Linked DNA regions of Mus musculus: all the other regions are linked to region 3. The links are chromatin contacts, called in public Hi-C and HiChIP or PLAC-seq maps. All regions are on one chromosome and are shown on one strand. The core of a region is the stretch at or near the end of the contact, and the rest is flanking DNA. Distances in the headings are between cores, read along the strand shown.

What was found. A called contact is a pair of places that touch in the nucleus more often than the background predicts. HiChIP or PLAC-seq counts read pairs in DNA pulled down with a chosen protein or histone mark.
Region 1: an H3K4me3 HiChIP or PLAC-seq map of bone marrow-derived macrophages shows a contact between it and region 3, with 2.4 times the contacts expected there. The contact joins the enhancer-like site here to the promoter of Antxr2 in region 3. A contact is called at or near these places in 1 of 39 promoter capture datasets (3T3-L1-derived adipocytes), 2 of 484 Hi-C or Micro-C datasets (bone marrow-derived macrophages and macrophages), 3 of 115 datasets of contacts at active chromatin or transcription factors (CD8 T cells, bone marrow-derived macrophages and embryonic stem cells) and 2 of 9 other capture datasets (adipose tissue and liver).
Region 2: a Hi-C map of neutrophils shows a contact between it and region 3, with 2.8 times the contacts expected there. The contact joins the enhancer-like site here to the promoter of Antxr2 in region 3. A contact is called at or near these places in 4 of 39 promoter capture datasets (the 3T3-L1 cell line, the C10 cell line, macrophages and 1 more), 1 of 15 datasets of contacts at CTCF or cohesin (the NIH/3T3 cell line), 12 of 484 Hi-C or Micro-C datasets (CD8 central memory T cells, erythroblasts, granulocyte-monocyte progenitors and 4 more), 7 of 115 datasets of contacts at active chromatin or transcription factors (CD8 T cells, the NIH/3T3 cell line, the SCID.adh cell line and 4 more) and 2 of 9 other capture datasets (adipose tissue and liver).

The regions. Positions count from the first base shown.
Region 1 is chr5:97,912,488-97,915,880 of GRCm38.p6, forward strand. The region is part of intron 16 of Antxr2 (anthrax toxin receptor 2); the gene reads right to left. Among named protein-coding and RNA genes, the nearest start is that of Gm34097, 67 kb to the left of the region's middle. Within about 2 kb of position 1,639, at least 33 of the 459 cell types and tissues checked have an H3K27ac peak or open chromatin away from gene starts, as enhancers often do. A contact at or near this core is called in 3T3-L1-derived adipocytes, adipose tissue, bone marrow-derived macrophages and 1 more, where this site is marked.
Region 2 is chr5:97,960,583-97,963,838 of GRCm38.p6, forward strand. It overlaps Antxr2 (anthrax toxin receptor 2), which reads right to left. Exons shown (of 17, transcript NM_133738.2): 12 at 28-123. Among named protein-coding and RNA genes, the nearest start is that of Gm34226, 54 kb to the right of the region's middle. Within about 2 kb of position 1,404, at least 20 of the 459 cell types and tissues checked have an H3K27ac peak or open chromatin away from gene starts, as enhancers often do. A contact at or near this core is called in bone marrow-derived macrophages, macrophages and neutrophils, where this site is marked.
Region 3 is chr5:98,029,476-98,032,911 of GRCm38.p6, forward strand. It overlaps Antxr2 (anthrax toxin receptor 2), which reads right to left and starts at 1,542. Exons shown (of 17, transcript NM_133738.2): 1 at 923-1,542; 2 at 109-180. The coding sequence starts at 1,074. It also overlaps Gm42759.

The DNA of each region.
Region 1 (3,393 bases), core at 389-2,888, 120 kb before region 3:
AACTATAAATCTCTCCCTGCTAGTCAATGATTATATAATGCTGAGAAAATGAGTCAGATTTCCTTACATCATTGCCTACATTTATAAAATAAAGATGCTGGACTCATTGAGAATATTATTTAGCAAAGCCTCCTTGTCTTGCGTTCACTCTTGTGTTGGCCATCTTCTGTGCAATTTACCAATTCTCGAATATTCTGCTTTCCTTCTATCTGAAGCCCACACTTTAAAATTATTTCACTACAAATATGTCATGATAAACAGCTAACTTCTATTTGTCTGCTATTATTAAAAATATATATGCTGCTTGAGGATAATTAGAATATATTTTCTATTGGCAAATTGAAGTCAATAAGCAATGATCCTCTGACCTTCGGTTACTGCACAGCAGAGGCCTTCAATGTAAGCACCTCTCCACCTGAGTGTGTCTCCTTTACCCTCGCACCAGTTGATGCCTCCTTCTGTAGGTTCTTCTGTACTTTTACTATGTGTGATGACGTCCTGCCTGAGCTTCCTGGATTGCTTTTGCAACTTCATCAGTTCCAGTACCTTTTCAAACAGTGTGTAACTTGCAATGTATTCATTATTACCTTCTCTTTCTTCTCTACATCTGAACTAAAATTATATGGAATAAACGTCTACTTTATTCTCAAAAAATACCTGTGTGCCACAAATGACATAGCTACTTAGGCACAGTGGCTTTTTATGGGACTCAACTATTCTCTATGCCGATTGATTTTTAGGTGATATGTAACAGTCTTATTTTAGACCTCTGTCATCAGGTTGTGGCCACTGTTAACATGATCACTGCCCGTTCACAACCAGCACTGAAAGTAGTGGCGATACCACAGCACTCAGCTTAGTTGTTGCCCACAAGTGATTCTGAACCTGACTGCCCAAAGATAAAGACACTACCATAATGTCGTCATGGTTCCTACCTAATTCTATAAGACCTTCTTTTCCTTCGAAGATAATTTATTTTGCCATAAAACCTTCACATATAACTGTTGATGGAAGTCATTAGTGAAATAGTTAAAATTTAACGACTGGGCAAAGAATGCAAGCCTAAAACATCAGATGAAGGAAAAAAGTAACACAGAGAATAATTCAAAAGCAGTTGACTTAAGATCATTGTACAACCTTAGGCGAATTCACTTTGAGCTCTTGCCAGTTATTAACACCATGAAAAGTAACAGTCTTTATAAATCTACAGACTTTTCTACCCAGTATCAAATATAGGTAAGATCTAATTATGTTTATTACTTTTTCAAACTACTGGATGGTGCTAGGTGCAAGTACTTAAAGGGAAGAATTTGATCATCCAATCACTGAAATACATTTTTTTATTTTAATGTTTGTTACTAGAAATAAAGAGACTATGAAATGTTCTTTGTTGTTAAGTAACAACGAGTGTGATAAAGCGCAGGCTGAGTTCCAGTTAGTACTAAACACTGAGGTGTCAGTTTTGTCTTGTTTTTGTTTTTGTTTGCTTTTAATCATGTAGTGGTACCCCATAATGCATTGGTTGTAAGCTAAAATCAACAAATACTATTTTGAGGTCTGGTTCCTCTTTTCATCTATTCATTCATCCCAAATGACTCATCGTGGGTATGACTGTAGACCTTCGTATTTAGACAGCCACTGTCACAAGACTAGCGAATGGCCTGAGTCAGCAGGTTCTCTTGATGATTCTAGATAGACTTGTTTCTGCCCTAGGTAGATCTTGCCAGAGGTTGCTACCCATAGGGTTTACAACACAGAAACCTCTAGAGCAGTAGTTTTCAACCTGTGGGCCGCAATTCCTTTGGAGTCGCATATCAGATATCCTGTATATCAGATATGTTCATTTTGATTCATCCCAGTAGTAAAATTATGGTTACATGTAGCAATGAAATAATCTCATGGCTGGGTCTCAACACAGCATGAGGAGCTGTCTTAAAGGGTTGTGGCAGCAGGAATGTTGAGAAACACAGCACCAGAGAATATGTTTATGAACTGCAGAGCACTGACTAAAGGAAGGGAGAGAAAGGGCTATAGGGTTCCCGCCTGAGGAATGTATCCAGAGTGCTGGTGCATTTTCACATCACACTCTCAATTACTAATGCTGGCCATACAGGAAAAATTAAATAATACTGGAAAAGTCATATATTACCTTAAGAACTGCTACTTTGCTATCTGGAGAGGCTAATATATTGCATTACATATAGAAATAATTGCTACTGCTGCCCTCATTAAAAACCATTAAATCATGAGACCATTTAAAACTGCTGTAGTAGGAGAAAAATGTTCATATATATATATATATATATATATATATATATATATATATATATTTACTATATTCTACTCTGGAACCATACATACACACATGCACACACACACATGCACACACACACAAACCATATATATTATACTACTTGAGGTAAGAATAGAAACATGAAATCTTGTACTACATGTACATTTCTAATTTGTGGGATAATCCAAAGTGCATTTTCAGCCTTCAAGATCTAAGAAAAAATCCTATCTCTATTGTGCCCCCTGCAATACATAAGTAAGGCAAGGGCTAGTGCTGCAGCCCATGTGGTTGCCATGCATGCATTAGAGAGCTAGCATTGCACACTGTTGTTGGGGGTTTTAATTTGAATAGCCCATTAATCCTTTAAATACATTAAGCATGTCCACCACTGCTGGCAGATCCTTCTGCCCTTCTGATTCTCGGTTATAGTTCAATGTTTCATCCCCAGAGCCCGAGGAACAACTGCCAACAGCAAGATGAAGAAATTGAATTAGAAATTATACTCTCAGCCATTCAGTGATTTCACAACATTGTATTCTTGCATATTCCAATAAATAATCAAGTAGAAATATATTAGAAACAGACATGTGTTGATTTAAAGCATGTTTGTTTAATCTCATCTTCATTTCAAGCTATTTACTGCAAACAGTTTCTTTGACACCAGAGCAAGCTTGGCCAGGAGCAAAAGCCTTCCCCTTCATGCCACACCCAAGAAGAGCTGCCCACTGCAGGTACTAATGAAGGGAGATCTATGGAGATCTGCTGCCTGACAGAAGACCACTCAGTACACTAAGCATTGCACAAAATATGACCAGTGTGTATATTCCACTTTTAGGAGGATACTCTCACAACGCATCATTAGATAGCAATATTTAACTCGAGTATGGGGAAAGCTCATGCCTCAAAATTCGCATCATTCCAGCTTCCAGAGTCTTGAGTCAGCATCTGCTTTCTCTGCCTGTGTATCAGCCCCAAAGGCTAACATGGCTACAATCACTGAGCGTGTTTATTCCAGGTCTGGCAATGCTCACAGTGAGTCGAGTGTCTTAACTCATTTAGTCCTCAACAAAAAGTGAAGCTGGGTATTGATATAACACAAA
Region 2 (3,256 bases), core at 154-2,653, 69 kb before region 3:
TTAATAAGAGTTGAAAATTCTTCTTACCACTTTGCAGCAAAGGGGCCAAAACCACCACATCAAGGCAGCACCCAAGAGCAGCAACAACACCAAAATAGCTACGATGGCTGCAATCCCATTGGTCTGTAGAGGAAGAAAATAAAGAATCAAAAGTGAAGTTTAAGATCAAAACCCACAAGCTCTTTATCCTTTGTAAGAAGCCCACACTGGGTGAAAATGGCCAGACAATATCAGACCGAGATTCTGTTGCACTCTTTTAAATGTTATGAATGTATTTTTCTAATTGTAAAGTTTTTTGTATCTCACTTATAGCATGTTATGTCATGCGAAGATGGTTAACAAGACATGCCGCATCTTCCAACATGCTGCAGACTGATTTAAATATGTCTTAAAAGAACGTGAGAGCCACAACTTTTGAGGATTAAACAAATGGTCCCTTAGGGACTTTTGTGCTTAGGCAACAATTACGTTGTTTCAAGTCCAATTTCTTCCAGGCAAAGTTTCCCCAGGTTTTATGGTGATACAACAGCAATTACTTTATGTACTTGGAGGGTGAGGTAGATATAAAATGCAGGTTGATAAGAAAACAATGCCTGTGTCTCAGTGAAACTTCAGTCTGATAAGTCCTTCCTCTCACTGCCTTCTGGTCACATCTGACGCAGGCAAGACCTACACTTATGTTTCTCCACTGTCTGTCCACCGAGCTCCTCTACCCTTTGGGCACCTGCTCTGGGTCCAGCCTGTAAGCGGCACTGTAGCAACCACTGAGTCATCCTTCAGGCCTCAGGCTAACTGTTTCCAGTAGGAACCCTTCCTAAGAGTCCAGAGCTACAAATGCCCCACGGGATCAGGCGACACATTTAGACAGAATCCTCCTACATGTTAACGACAGTGCTTTTACAATGGAATTAACTATGACCTTTGGATGATTTAATTCCATTTTTCTGTCCTGACTGTGCATCTCCTAGGAATCCCAAGGCCATTTACCCATCAGCTTTACCACTTGATGCTCCTTGCTTGACATTTGCAAGCTACATACCAAGAAAGTGAACTCCAAATCAACAAGACTCCACGTGATGACACAGGTGTCGAAACGGACATCCACACTTTCATTTCATACACAGAACTGGGCACTGACTTTACATGAAAACAGTGTCTCTTCCAAACCCAACGTCTCTGGGACTCCCAGGAAAGCCATTTTAGTTGGTTGTCTTTTGTTGGATTTGTTTGTTTTTAAGAAGGAAAGAACTCAGGAAGGAAAAACAAAGAGGAAGAAATACTCTATCGAGAACTTTAGACAAGCATCTAAATACCGTCTTCTTAAGGCGAACAGAAGACAAGTGAGTATAGATTGGGAAAGAACAGGAAGCCCGTCCTCTTTCCCCACACGTTGAAGACTTAAGATACAAACCACACCACCCCCACAGGCAGTTACAGTAAGTACCGCACTAGGAAGGCAGGAATATGCAGGACAAGCACTTCCTAGAAGAGAAACTGCAGTGGACTCTGGGAGAACCCTATGCATTCTTGGTCTTACTTTCAGCGACAGGATCTTGTGGAGATCCTCAACCCCTACTTAGGCCTGGCAACTCAGCAATATACTCTCAGTGTGGATGTGCTGTACACCTTCAGGGAGAACTCTGTGAACATCCAGATCTCCCTTTTTTCACATTTATATCCTTTTCACAGACGAGGAAATGCAAATGAAGGCCACGAGTCAGCAAAAACTGTGGCCGATTTGTTCTTCCTACGCATATTCAATGAACAAGAAACTCACAAACCTATGCAGACTTTTGAAATAAATATTAAGTAGATAAGCACTTAAAATTCTTGATTTTTTTCCCTCAAAATCAAGGGCCTCTATTAGTAAGACTGACAAAAAACAATGTGTCTCCACAAAGGAAATAGATGTATAGTGTGGTGACACTATCCATAGATTCCAAAGACTTTCTGCAAAATGTAAAACTAGATTACATATATTCTAAAGAACTACAGATCTCACTTCCCTTTGTCTCAGCCAAGCATGATGGAAAATCAGTTGGGAGGAAGCAATGATTTAAAGCTACCTGACCTTGCTCTGAGTCTGTTTGTACTTATCCCAAACACTAGCTGTGCTCACTGTGTATGAACCCCAGCTTCCCCATTTCCCTTGTTTTCATTATCAGAGCTAACATCAGAGCATGGAGCGATCAGTGTGATGAAGGAAGTAATTTCATTGTTCACATAACTTTATAAACAATTAAGGAAAGACGAAGAATGAAAACAAGAGTCCTATGAGCTGACGCCAAGGTGTGGACCTGAAGCCAGATGAGGAAGAACATGAAAGTAGGTCTTGTCACTCCTAGAGCTGTGTCACGATCACAAACTAAAAGTGTCCGGCTTTTACTTAGAAATGTTGTCAGTACACAGACCTCCAGTTGAAAAATCCTCAAAAATATTCAACTCATGATTGTCATTTTTTTTCTTGAATTAGATGGATTCGATATATGTGACAGACATCTAAAAATGCTTTCCCATTCATCTAAACCATACCTGAGAAGCCAATACCAAAGGCAAGACTGTTAAACAGGTGCCAAGGCCACATACTGAATATGCACTCCTGTAGCCAATGTGTAATAGAGATGGAACTCAAACAAATAATGACACTATGAAGTCTGAGGAAGGAGACCCAATAGACACATGGGGGAACCTGGCAGGCAATGCTTGAGGAAGGATGAGCAGGTGAGGGAACTGTGTAGTCTCAATGAAAGGCCTTTCACAAAAGAAAGAAGCCACTGTGGAGGGAGCATAGAGTCTGAGAGAGTGAATGCTACCTGAAGGGACCCAAGAAGGCAAACAGAAACCTCTGGAAGGCTGAGTCCAGTTCTCTAGTAAACATCACATGGGATTTGGGTTGGGTGGGGGTGACTCCCACAATCACTTTGCAAAGAAAGTACTAACATTTGTAGAGGCAGAAGCTTTTATAACATCACCACGGAGGGACCACTGTCACTCAGACACATCTGTCATCAAATGGTACCAAAAGGGAACTCTTCATATTCTACCTCATAACTGATCATCCTTCCCACACCTCAAGGAAAAAAAAAAGGAACTATTCTAAATCTCCTTCTTACTCCCATGAATTACATTTAAGCTCTTTAGACAAAGGGCTAAAACTTTAAAAATCTATTGAAATTTAATCTCAGTCATCTCCACCACCACCACCCAACCCAGGGGTACTCCTTCTTTCCCACGCTTCTTAGACTACAGGAATGCT
Region 3 (3,436 bases), core at 292-2,791:
TTTGATTTCGGGAAAGATTTCCCATGAGAAGGGTTTTAGAACAGGGAAACCCGGCTGTTTGTTCGATTTCCTTTCCAATGCCAAGAAAGGTACGATGGGGAGACATACCTCACAAATCTCTCTGTCAGCTGGTGGACAAAATTATAAATTTCAATCCAGTTATTTGCTACACTGCCAGACCTGAAAAAGGAAGATAAATTGATCAGAAAGACAAAAAGTGGGCCTTAATGGCAAACATTTCTTCAGTTTTAAAAGGCGCATGATGGGGGGTGGAGGTCGGGGGTCAGGGATAGGGGGCGGGGACTGACTCCCCTCTTCAAAGTTAAGTGTGCTTGTTCATGTCCATGTTCAGAGCTGAAACTTTAGTGTTTGGGCTGAATCAAGGAAACCAGGAAGACCACACTTCTTGGGGGGGGGGGGGGGGACACTTGCTTTGTACTGTTTAGAGAGAGACCTGGCTTTTCAAAATAAAAACACAAGCCCTCATTTCTCAGGAAATGCAAGCCACATTGGGTATATTAAGGCTTTCCCCCCCCCCCCCTGGCTCCCAGTGTGATCAGGATAAAATTAGGCAAACTTTAGAATGTCCGTGGGGGTCTAGGGGGAGTATGATAAAGAGGCACAAAAGTTCCTGGGAGGAAACGAGCTGCAGGTGGCCACACTACCGTTTCCCAAAAGATTCCAGGACAAAAAAAGCACTGCACGCCTCTCCTTTGGAGAACCAAGTAGCCCTGGAGTCTCGCAGCCCCTATTCCTGTACAGCTAATGAGCTTGCCTTTGAAAGGAGTCAGCCACATGCACACTAGGGAGAGTTCCCTCGTCGCCTCCCCCAGAATCCAAACACATCTCAACTTCAGTCCTAGCTGATTCAGAGCTGCCCTCCCCCCAGGAGACCCTGACCCCACAGTCCTCCTTCACTCACTTGTCCAGTACGAAGTACAAATCGAAGGCTTTTTTGCAAGAGGGCTGCTCCTGGGCTTGCAGCAACGACCCCGGACCGCCCACAGCCAACAACCACAGGCCAGGGAACAGCCAGCTCCCAGGGCTGCGCGCCCGGGACCGACCGGCCACCATCCTGTGGCCGGGGCCCGGCAGCTCTCTCTGGCTCACAGTCCCTTGGGCTCGGGGTTCTGGGCTCCGGGCTTCACAGAGCAGAGACGTGAAAGAGGCGGAGTCACCGGGGACTCGCCCGGGGGTCAGAGGCTGAGCGGGGCTGGGATGCCCTCTCCAAGCTCAGAGCCACCCAACAGCTGCCACTGAGGAGAGAGAGCGAGGTCCTGGGAGGACAAAGAGAGTCTCCGCAGCCGCCACAGCTGCCGCCGGAACTCTGGGCAAATCCCAGTGGACAGAGTCCAGTTCTCCCACTCCGGATTCCGGAGAGTTGCTGCAGACAATGAGGCCCGCAGCGACAGCTCTCGGGACAAGTTCCTCGCCTCCCGCTGAGTCTCCGGCGCCCACCCGGGAGCAGAAAGGCTGGCGTCTAGCTGCGGTGGTGAGCTGCGGGACAGGCACCCGCGGACCCCACGATCGCCGCGGGAACTCAGCCGAGTCCTCCTCTTCCGCCTCTCTTCCTCGGACCGCCCAACTCCTCGCGGCACTTTATAACTTTCTTCCCTGCCCCAACCTGGCGCCGCGCCGCGCGGGGCGAGCCTCTGCAGCCCGGGATGCTAAGCACCCGGGGGAGCGGCAGGCCGCCGGGCACCTCAGGCCTGGGGGGTGGGAGTGGGCGCTGACCGGTCTGCTCGTGCGAGCCCGAGGGCGGGGCGCCGGGAGGAAGCCCGACGAGCCACACAAGCACACTTGAGGGTTCGTGCTGAGCAGCGGATGACTAACGCCTGCCAGATTTCGGAAGGGAGAGAGGAGTTCTGAAAAACAAACGTCCTCTAGATACTAAACATATCCAACTCTCCCGCAAGCCTGGCCCGGCCTGTTTTCCCCAGCTGTGCTGGAACGGCCCTCCGCGTGGTTTAGAGACTCAGGACCAGCTGTCTCCTGGATAGTGACGGCCTTATGCCTCATCCCTCCGCACCTTTCATCCATCACACACCGACCTAGTGACGCAGGATTTAAGGTTTAAGAAAGGGGACTTCCTCTTTTCTTTCTCTTTTTTTTTCTATTTGATAATTTTTCCATTTTTCATTAATTCTGAGAGTTTCATGCGACGTGTACTGATCATATATATTTTTCACACACACACACCCAACACCTCCCTACCCCTAACTCCTCTGAAATCAACCCTCACCTCCCTACACACACCTCAACTTCGTGTCCCTTTTGTCAAGAACCCATAGACTCCAATTTGAGCAGTCTATATACTCCTGGTCCACGTGGGGACCATTCAATGGAGTAGGTTTAGCCTTCAAAGAACCACACCCTTAAAGAAAACCATAGCCCCACTCGGAAGCCTTCTACTGTGCATAGCTCCAGGGTGACCGGTGGGATTTCATTAAAAAAAAAAAAAAAAAAAAAAAGTTTCCCACTCCATGCTAGCAGGTTGACTGGCTTGATCTTCTGAGGATATTGTGCGACAACCTCAGCGGCTGTGTGTTCATGCATGCAGCAATCCCGTCATGCCCAGAGGCCAGCGCTGAGCTGTAGTGCCCCTGACCTAGAGTTCTGTGAATCTTTTCACTCACCTTACTCCCACCCTTTGTGGATTGTCCTGGAACGTTAAGGAGGGCTTGTGATTTGTATGTCCCATTTGTGGCTGGGCAATCCACGAGCATTTATTCTCTTCGATTTGACCATTTGTGGGTTTGTGCATTAACCACCATCCCCTGCACTGAGAAACTTGTCTGATGAGGTCTCAGAGTTGCGCTGGCTGATCTACAAGTAGAGAGACATGAATTCAGAGGGTCGTTTGCTTTGATGTCCATTTATTTGACATCAAAGTAATAGGTTCATTCCTGTGGCCCATGAGCACCACAGCCACAGGCTCTTGGAGTATCTTGGAGAAAGATACGTTTCTTTCTGTGGAGTGAGCCTTAATCCCAATCAGAAAACAGTTATCACCCTATATTGTAGAAATGAGCATATCTCTCCATGTTAGCCATTCCTGTGGCTTGCAGGCTTCACTGGTAGGCAGGACTATTGATGGCTTTTCTCTCTTGGCAGCTCACATAATCAATTCTAAGACTATAAGAGCTAGATTTCGGGAGACTACAGGTCAGTTCCAGATGGGTTCCTCAAAGTCCTGTGTCCAAAATGCATGGTGTCTACAGCTAAAGGGTCTTGACATCAAGTTCCGGTAGGCAACCAAGAGTAATGGTAATAGCCTGTATTGATTTTGGGACACCTGTGATCAACAACTTAAAGGAAGGTTATCCCACACCCCACTGGGCTTTTAATTTGCATCTCTCCCAGCCAAGACAAAGCTAGGAGCCAGTGATCACTTCGGTAGCAATGAAAAATCACACCTGGAAATATCTAGTCCCAC